Linked DNA regions of Mus musculus: region 1 is linked to region 2. The links are chromatin contacts, called in public HiChIP or PLAC-seq maps. All regions are on one chromosome and are shown on one strand. The core of a region is the stretch at or near the end of the contact, and the rest is flanking DNA. Distances in the headings are between cores, read along the strand shown.

Region 1 (4,510 bases), core at 1,695-4,194, 240 kb before region 2:
CTGGGGGTTATATGGAGGAATATTCTCACCGCCGAAGGCCACGGAGCTGGCAGGTGCATTTCCATGGGTTGTTGGTGAGAGTGAGGGTCTCCAGGTTGTCAAAGGGGAAGGAGGAAGGCAGTTGGTTCAGGCGGTTGTTGTCCAGATGGACGTGTTTCAGTGTGGTCACACCCGAGAAGGCAGCATCTGAGAACTGTGAGGTGAGGGAGGCAGAGTGAGCACCTCAACTCAGTCTCCTGGCTCCCTTCTCAGAGGACCAGGGTTGTCTTTCCCTGGACACACGCCCTGGCCTGTTGAGGAGCCACAATGATGTCATCCTCCACAACACCTTTTTTTGAGAGAGAGAGAGAGAGGGAAGGGGTCCTTCCCAATGTGTAAACGGAAAAGGTTCAGTCCTTTGGACAGGGTCACCTAGCTAGTAAACAGTAGCTGCAGGACCACACCCTGTCCCCCACCTCCTAGGCAGCACCCTCCCTGCACAAACACTGGGTCTGGGGAGCAGGCAGAGCTTGGCTTTGAGTGCCCGGGCGGGCACACGGTGAACCTGGTCAGTGTTTGGTGGGATGGGCAGTGTGCCTGGGGCGGGCACACGGTGAACCTGGTCAGGGTTTGGTGGGATGGGCAGTGAGCCCAGGCTCCCCACAGCCCCCTGGTCCCAGGATTTCCCCCAGTGGTGTCCTCATTGCTCTGCCTTCTGCTAGATGCTATTTGTGGAGCTCTCTGTGGGCACTTTGGCCAGGATGGATGGCTCCAGAGGAAATGTATTGGTGCCCTCCTCTGAGCCTTGGTGCCAGTTTCTCTCTGGCCTCCTCATTCTTTTTTTTTTTCTTTTTTCTTTTTGGTTTTTGTGAGACAGGGTTTCTCTGTGTAGTCCTGGCTGTCCTGGAACTCACTCTGTAGACCAGGCTGGCCTCGAACTTAGAAATTCGCCTGCCTTTGCCTCCCAGGTACTGGGATTGAAGGCGTGCGCTACCACGCCCGGCTTTGGCCTCCTCATTCTAAATCAGCCTTCGTATGCTGTTCTACTGGCCACTGTTTTGTCACTAGGGTGGTCTACATTTAGCTGGGGTGAGGCCAGGCTAAAGAAGATCCACCCAGAAGGCTCCATCTACCTAGATAAGGTTGGCCTTCTGTCCTCAGCTCCGTATCTGTGACCTCTCACAGACCAGATTGGGCTGTGACGTTCTCTACAAACAAAACTACTCTACCTCGCTCTGGTCTCTGCCCGAACCTTCTGGCTGAAACTGTGTTGTGTACCAGGGTGATTCCCTGAAAAGGACTTTGCTCCTAGACAGCCCCGACCAGGCTAGCCTGAGCATCCCAAGGGAGGAAGAATTGAGGAGTCTGGGATCTGGTGACTGGGGAAAGCAAAAGTCAACAAACTGTCTGCTGGACAGTGAGACAGTCAGTCTGTGCTCTGAGGAGACACTTGGGGGGGCGTGTGCCAGGGATTGCATGTGTTTATTCACGGGCTGCAAGAGCACCAAGCCAGCAACTCGGTGAAGCCAAGTCAGGTCTCCGTGTCTTGGTTTCCCGTCCTTATTTGAAATCGACCCGAGGTTGCAATAAAATTGAGTGTGTTTCGACCCACGGAGGGAATGGGACGAGGGTGTGGGAGAGTTCTCCTTAAGGTACCTGCTCCCCAATTCATCCTCTGGCCTCTCACTTTACCTTAGCAACACAGGCCAGCACCCACTGGGAACAGGCACTCTTTGTGTTCTCTCAGCTTCTGGAAGGTGCCTCAGTAGACAAACCTTCCTTTATGAAATGGTAGGCTTGCAGGAGACTGGTAAGAGAGGGGTGGAAAGTCCAACAGGAAGAGGTGTCTGCTGTTAACCGTGGGGTCTGGGGCAGATGCCTCCCCAGAGGCCATTTGTGGGACCAGAACAGTTCCATCTCTTACAAGGAGTCCCAAGAGAGCCCTGCTGAGAAGCCTCGGGACCAGGTAAGGGTGAGAAGGATGGGGAGGGGTGTGTGTCAATGCAGAGAGAAGTGGCAAAGGCCCCTTGCTTTGGAGGATAATCTGAGTGACAAGGAGTCCAGGAGGAGGGAATGCTGTCCCGATGTGGTCCTGGGGTGGCATCCTAGAAAGAGCCGGGAGAACTGCAGCTGGGGCACTTACCTTCTCCAGGTTGGTGTTATCCAGCCAGAGGGTCTCCAGATATCTACCGAAGGACTGGAAGGCATTGTCTGGGATGCTCTTCAGAGGGTTGTGAGACAGCTTCAGCTCCTCCACCACCCGAAGTTTGCTCAGGGCGGCTGAGGGGTAGCTAGACAGCTGGTTCTTGTCCAGGTGGAACTTGGCTAGGTTCTCCACATCATCCAGGGAACCAGGCTGCAGGGAACTGAGGGCATTTTCTGACAGGTAGAGCCAGCGCAGGTCCTTGGCCCCCTGGAAAGCTCCAGCACGCAGCTCTCGGATTTTGTTGTTGTTGAGTTGCAAGATGAAGAGGTTGACCAGAGGAGAGAGCAACCCCCGGGGCAGTTCCGACACTTTGTTGTGGTCTAGATAGAGGTAAGTGAGTTCAGTCAGGTCGTCGAAGGCTCCAGCTCGCAATACCCGGATGTCGTTGTGGGACAGGTACAGGTAGATAAGCTGCTTCAGGCCTCGGAAGGCACCAGCCGCCACCTCGCGGATGTTGCAGTGTTGCAGGTGCAGGGAGACCAGGTTCGGCATGGTCCGAAACGAGTTGGCAGCCAGCACCGGGAAGTTGTTGCGCTGGAGATTGAGCAGTTTGGTTGTCTCTGATACCTTGGGGATCTTCTGCAGCCCCACCTTGTCGCAGATGACATGCTGCAGATCTCCATGGCAGTGGCAGTTTTGGGGGCAGGCGGCTAGCGCAGGCAGGAGGATGGCAAGAAAGACCAGACTGAATAAGAGCGCGCGGGCCATGGTTGGAACGCCTTGAGCCTGGGCTGGGGGCTAAGGCAGCGACAAGTCCTCGACTCTCGGGTCTCCCGGCCCATTTATAGGGCAGCCTTGACCGCAGTTGGCAGCGGAGCCAGCTACTACGTGGAGCACCGAAGCCACTGATTTAACCCCTTCCCGCCCAGAGATGCGTCCCCATCCTCGATGGCTGGGGGCCTCTTTTCACAGCAGGAGACCGTGTGTAGGGCTGAGGGCCCTTCCCCTGAACCCCAACCCCTTGGTTCCTGTTTGCAAACATTATGCTGCACCTTCCCCTACCCTCCTCTATCTGGACCAACACCCCGAGGTGGGGTGGACGGTGATAGGTGTGTCGAGGGGCCTCTGAATTTCCACTGGGCAGAGGGAAGTGTTCCCAGAACTTATTTATTTGCTCAAGTTTGAGTTCTCTACGTCTCCCTCCCCCATACACCCTTGGCAGACAGGTCACCCTGGACTCCGGGAGGGAGGAAGTGGGGCCCGACAGCCGGATGCGTCTCACCGCGGTCGGCCAGCCGGCGGCGCTTTAATGGGACTGTTGTGCGGCGCAGGCGGAGCGTGAGAGCTGCTGTGGGTTGGGCTCCCGCTTCTGGGTTCCTCAGTTTATCCCAAGGAGGTGGGGGAGCTGGTTGCAGAGGCTAGCTGACAGCCGTGCGTTTGGCTCTGCCCCTTCTCGGAGCCCAGTGGCACCAGGCCCGTAAGAGCTCCGGATTGTGGGCTTATTCACGACCCCTCTCTTAGCTCTGGGCTTCCTGTTCCCTGTCCTTTGTACCCTCATTCCCCTTTCTAGGGCTGAAGGCCACACAGAAATGTGGGAACTGGTGTGTGTGGGGAGTGAACCACAGGACTGACTGGCAACACACCTGGAGACCACAGGCCGCTGAACAAGCATGGTTGCACAGTCTCCTTCTTAATCTCCCCCAAATATCCTCATCTCCGGATCCTCCCCTCACCGGTGGTTAGGACCCACCCCTAAGGGGGGTCTCAGAGTGGCAGCCTAGTGGCGCCAATGTGTACTTGGCAGAGGCCATAGCTGGGCAATGACCCCAGGACTGTGTGAGCTGGTGGGAAGTGGGGTGTTGGCTACAGGCAACCAACCCTGGCTAGCCAGATGCTAGGTTGTGGGCAGCCCCGCCCTGGTGGACCAGGCTTCTGTTCACTTGCCAGCCACAGTGTCTGGAGTCCTGTGGAGAAGGGAGGGTGAGCAGGCAGGTTACAGCTTTGGCCCAGGGTGAGCTCTGGGTTGCTTGGCCAGAGATGGCTTCTGTTTTTGGGAGGTGGTGGAGGAGACCACAACTACGCCAGAACCACACCACCTGATGGTGTGCGGGCATGGAGGCCACCAACAGAGAGCTGGTAGAGGACAAGGTATCTAGACCTTCTCATGACACTCAATACATAGATGTAGGATTTGGACTCCAAGCCTGCACTTCCCATAAGCCCTTCTTATTCCTTGTCGCTAGAATGGGGTGTGTGGGGGTCATTCTTGGCCTAGAATGTTCTCTGATGGTATTTAGGCTGGCTGCTAGTTTTCCTGATGCACAGGATGTTCTAACCACTGGAGGTTGCAGGGGTAGGTGTGTGTGTGTGTGTGTGTGTGTGTGT
Region 2 (4,730 bases), core at 1,813-4,312:
TGGAGGTTGGAATCTAGCACTCAGCAGCCGAAGGGGCTAGCTGAAATTTTGCAAACGGAAGAGATAATCCCAAGGGAGTTCGTGAGTACCCAGAGAAGATGGCCAGATAGAACACTGAAAAACTCTCAAGAGTTCTAATGAGGGAAAGGAGAGAAAGTTTCAAAAGAGCTTGAGGATGAGTAACTGAGAGTGGGTGGGAGGAAGAGCAATGGAGTGGGCAGGGATAGTGATGAGTGACACACAGGCTCAAGAGCCACAGAACGGATAACCTTAAGATCCTTTGTGACCTTGGAAAGTTATGGGAGAGTTGAGGAGGTGGCTTTGATTTTTCTCATTCTGTCAAGGCTGGCCTTTAACTGTGTAGCCAAGGACAATCCTCCTGCCTCGGCTTCCCAAGTGTTGTATTTTAGCCTTTTGGATTTGCTTCCAACTAATTTTCCAACCAACCCATTCTTTTTTTTTTTTTTTAAAGATTTATTATTTCATGTATGTGAGTACACTGTAGCTGTCTTCAGACACATCAGAAAAGGGCATCAGATCTCATTACAGATGGTTCTGAGCCACCATGTGGTTGCTGGGAATTGAACTCAGGATCTCTGGAAGAGCAGACAGTGCTCTTAACCACTGAGCCATCTCTCCAGCCCCCAACCAACCCATTCTAGTTCAACTTCATGAGACTCAAAGAATACTTTTAAAAGTTCCTCTTCTAGCAGACTAACAGTTTTCTTCATTGTTATCTATTTCATGTTTTGGAAACTTTTTTGCGTTTCTTAACTGTAAACTCTTCAGATTTCTGTTTGAGGGATATATGCTAACACACTGGGAGGCTGGGGTGGGAAGACTGTCGGTCTTGAGTTCGAGGCCTCCATTTTCCACCTTACCTGGTTGGAGCTTTGCCACACTCCTCAGTCAGTGCCACAGGGAGCTGACTCCTCCACTCTGACAATAAAAAGGTTCTTTCCCTCTTGCTAATAAAGGAATTAAGAACCTGTTGGGTCTCCTCTATCAATGTGCAGAGTATATCAATTAATTTAATCTGCACACTAACACTGATGTGGGCATATAACAGAAGTTTTGTTGAGGTTTCTCTGTGTAACCCAGCTATCCTGGACATTTGACTGCCTCTACCTCCTGAGGATTATATGAGCCACCAACTTTGGGCCTCCAATTTTTAATTTTAACTTTTTAAATATAATTTACTTTATGTGCATTGGTGTTTTGCCTGCTTGTCTGTCTGTCTGGGGGCAGGGGGTGTCTGACCCTGGAGTTAGGCAGCTGTGAGTTGCCATGTGGGTGTTAGGAATTGAACCTGGGTCCTCTGCAAGAGCAGCCAATGCCAACAACTGCTGTGGCATCTCTCCAGCCCTTAATTTTTTAAAAATTACATTCTATTTTATGTGCCAGTGTCTGTGTGTGTGGATCAGCCCGTGGAGGTCAGAGGACAGTTTTCGGGAGTTGGTTCTCTCCTTTCTCTGTGAGTCCGGGGGATGAAACTCTTGTCACATTCATCCAGCTTGTCCACAGATGTCTCTCAGCTTAGTCATCTCACTAGCCCCTGGGTTTTATTTTTTTTAAAAATTGTTTTAGACAGGAACTCACACAGCAACCCATGCTGGTCTGGAACAATAATCCTTCTGGCCAAGCCTCCCAAACAAGGGGATTATAGGCCCGGTCTGCTATTCCTAGCTGAATATGAATCTTGTTTTTGAGACAATGTCTCACTATGTAGCCCTGGCTGGCCTCGATCAACTTGCCTCTGGATTGCTAGGGATTAAAAGTTTGCAAGGCCGAATTAATACTTTTAAAGAAATTCCAGGGAGTTCACCACTCAGCATGAAGAACAGAGTTTAACCTCCAGCACATACATGTAAAACAGTGGTTTATAGCTGCAGTACTAAGGAAGCAGAAATAAAAGGATTCGTAGGGCTTTCAGGCTGACAGAGAGCTCACGTCCCAGTGAGACATTCTTTTTGAAAAAGGGTTTCTCTGTATAACAGCCATGGCTTTATACAGAAACTTGTTTTGTAGACCAGGCTGGCCTCAAACTTAGATATTCACCTGCCTTTGCCTCCCAAGTGTTAGCACTTAAGAGGCAGAAGCAGGTGAACCTCTTTAATTCATAAAATCCACCTGACTCTGCCTTCCCAGTGCCTTCCTAGATAAAAGGTATACGGTGACAGCAAGCCCAGCTAAGTTTTCCTAATCTTTTGAAAGTTTAGATTGAGGAGCAATGGTGGCACGTCCTAGCACTCATAAGGCTGAGACACGGGAATCTCTGTGAGTTCGAGGCCAGCCTGGTGAGTTCCAGAACAGCTAAAGTTACAGAGAAACCCTATCCCGAAAAACAAAACCAAAAACCAAACAAAGGTGGATAGTTCCTGAGTAATGGACTCCAGAGGGTAACCTCTGGTCTCCTCTATGATTCCCTGAACACACAGTAACACATTTGATACAAAGTGAAGGAAGATAAATTCCTGGATTGGAGGTATTACAACATAATTCCTCCACCGCATATAGTCTATTCCTTGATTTTCCTCCCTAAAAATCGAGGAAGTCCGGACAAAACCGGGTAGAAGAGTTGAGGATTTAACTCGCTGGTAGAGCGTTAAGCGTTAAGGTTCCCGGTTCAATCCCCAGCATCGAACTGGGTGGGTGTGGGAAGGGTGGAGGGTGCAGACATAAATAAGGACAGGTAGAGGAGGAAGAAACTACAGCGACAGGAAAATGGAGTCTGAGCACGATCGCAGCTCGCTCTTCTTGTTTCCCTCCCTGGAAGATGGTCCCCCGCACACCACGTGGACAAAGGGACATTTTCTCCGTTTCAGGGCAGTGGCAAAGGACCCAGAGCTAGATTGCTCTTTCTCCAAGTAAAAAAGAGGCCGACACCGGCAGCCGTTAGAGCGTCCACCGCTCCGTTGGGTGGAAGGCACGGCGGGGGCGGAGTCAGTGCCTGGCGGGGCTTTGCCCCGGGCCCGGGCCGGAGGTCCCGCCCCCTCGCCGGAGAAGCCGCGCTGCCCGCCCTCGCAGCCCGGGCCTAGGCGTGTCTCCACGGGCGCACGGCATGCTGGGAAGGTGCCCGGGCGGCGGCCATTTTGTCTTCTCGGCTCCTCTCTGGAAGAGGCTTTTCGAGCTTGAGAGTGGGCCGAGGGGGCTTGGTTCGGCGGCCGGGCGGCTGGTGGGGTTTTTTATCGGGTGGGTGCTAGGGCTGGCGTGAGCAGCCGCCCGGAGGAAGCACCATGATTTCTGCCGCGCAGTTGCTGGATGAGTTAATGGGCCGGGACCGAAACCTCGCCCCGGATGAGAAGCGCAGCAACGTGCGCTGGGACCACGAGAGCGTAAGTCCCGTGGGCCTCGGGCCTGTGCCCCGGGGACTGGGGGAGGGGGAGCTGAAGGGACCCGAGGGCGGGCCGAGGCTGGCCCGAGCGGGGTGCGGCGCGATTTGGGGGGACCTGGCCGCGCCGACTGAAGCACCTGACGGCGGAGGGAGGCGGGCGTGCGGCCCAGGACGGAGGGAGGATTCCGCGCCAATCCGGGGGATAGCGGCGTTTGTTGTTGTGTGGAGGAAGTCCGGGATGGCGCTTGGCTGGGCAGAAGAAGAAGCACCTTGGTGAGGCCGAGAAACGCGGGAAAAGGAAGAAGGAAGGGCTCGCTTGATTCCACCAGAGCTCCGGGGTTTTACCGTATGAATAAGAAAGCAGGCTTCCGTTATTTGGGTGCAGTCTGTCTGTCTGTCTGTCTGTCTATCTATCTATCTATCTATCTATCTAGAGTGTGTGAGTGTGTGTGTGTGTGTGTGTGTGTGTGTGTGTGTGAGAGAGTCGGGAGTCATATAGATAGATAGCCTGACTCCCGACCAGTATTCGTGGGGAAGGACATCGTAGCAGTGCATTGCTTAGGAGTGCTGCCATTTGGACACTTCTGTGAGAAGGTAGACAGTTGAAAGACGGAACGAGGTACAGTTTTATCATGAACAGTTTTTTGCTAATGCGGTTTGATGGCCGTTTGACGCGTGCTTGATGGCCGTAGTAGACCCTCAGCTAGGCAGTTGTGAAGGTTTTTGTTTTCACATAAACTCATTCGGTCCTTTTACTCTCTTAGAAAGGTTAACTATAACTCCTGGGTCGCAGGTGAGGCTAAAGCCTCTCTCTCTCTCTCTCTCTCTCTCTCTCTCTCTCTCTCTCTCTCGGTCTCTTGGTGATCGGGAAAGCTAAATCTAATTTTTGTAGCACTGTTGAGGTTGCACTGTTCTTCGTGCATATACTGTACTGTATTTCAAGTACTTTTTATCTAGTTTTGTACGTGGAGCACACTGTCTTAGATCTGAACTGGAGAGTGGGTACACTTGATTTTACCTTGCAGTTATAATCAAACAGCAGTTTTAAATCACTTGATAAAATATGAGAAAATGGCTCAACAAAAGCTTTGTTTTGTTTCTGTTTTTGAGGCAGTGTTTTACTCTGTAAGCAGGTGGTTCTCGAACTTGAAATCCTCACTCCGCTTCCAGAGTGCTGGGATTACATCGTTGCCACGATTGGCTAACAGGCTTTTTAGGAAAGTAAATTATGTATTTTTTTAAATCTATTTATTTATTATATGTAAGCACACTGTAGCTGTCTTTAGACACACCAGAAAAGGGCATCAGATCTCATTACAGATGGTTGTGAACCACCATGTGGTTGCTGGGATTTGAACTCAGGACCACCAGAAGAGCAGTCAGACCTCTTCCCCAC

The links. HiChIP or PLAC-seq counts read pairs in DNA pulled down with a chosen protein or histone mark.
Region 1: an HNF4G HiChIP or PLAC-seq map of pancreatic cancer cells shows a contact between it and region 2. The contact joins the promoter of Chad here to the promoter of Luc7l3 in region 2. A contact is called at or near these places in 20 of 39 promoter capture datasets (the 3T3-L1 cell line, the HPC-7 cell line, HPC-7-derived erythroid cells and 13 more), 6 of 484 Hi-C or Micro-C datasets (arterial endothelial cells, bone marrow-derived macrophages, cerebellar granule neurons and 2 more), 23 of 115 datasets of contacts at active chromatin or transcription factors (the HPC-7 cell line, bone marrow-derived macrophages, cardiomyocytes and 14 more) and 5 of 9 other capture datasets (adipose tissue, embryonic stem cells, liver and 2 more).

What each region holds. Positions count from the first base shown.
Region 1 is chr11:94,563,481-94,567,990 of GRCm38.p6, reverse strand. It overlaps Chad (chondroadherin), which reads right to left and starts at 2,944. Exons shown (of 4, transcript NM_007689.5): 1 at 2,123-2,944; 2 at 30-193. The coding sequence starts at 2,893. All of the region lies in intron 10 of Acsf2 (acyl-CoA synthetase family member 2), which reads left to right.
Region 2 is chr11:94,320,295-94,325,024 of GRCm38.p6, reverse strand. Luc7l3 (LUC7-like 3 (S. cerevisiae)) reads left to right here and starts at 3,062. Exons shown (of 10, transcript NM_001361574.1): 1 at 3,062-3,335. The coding sequence starts at 3,237.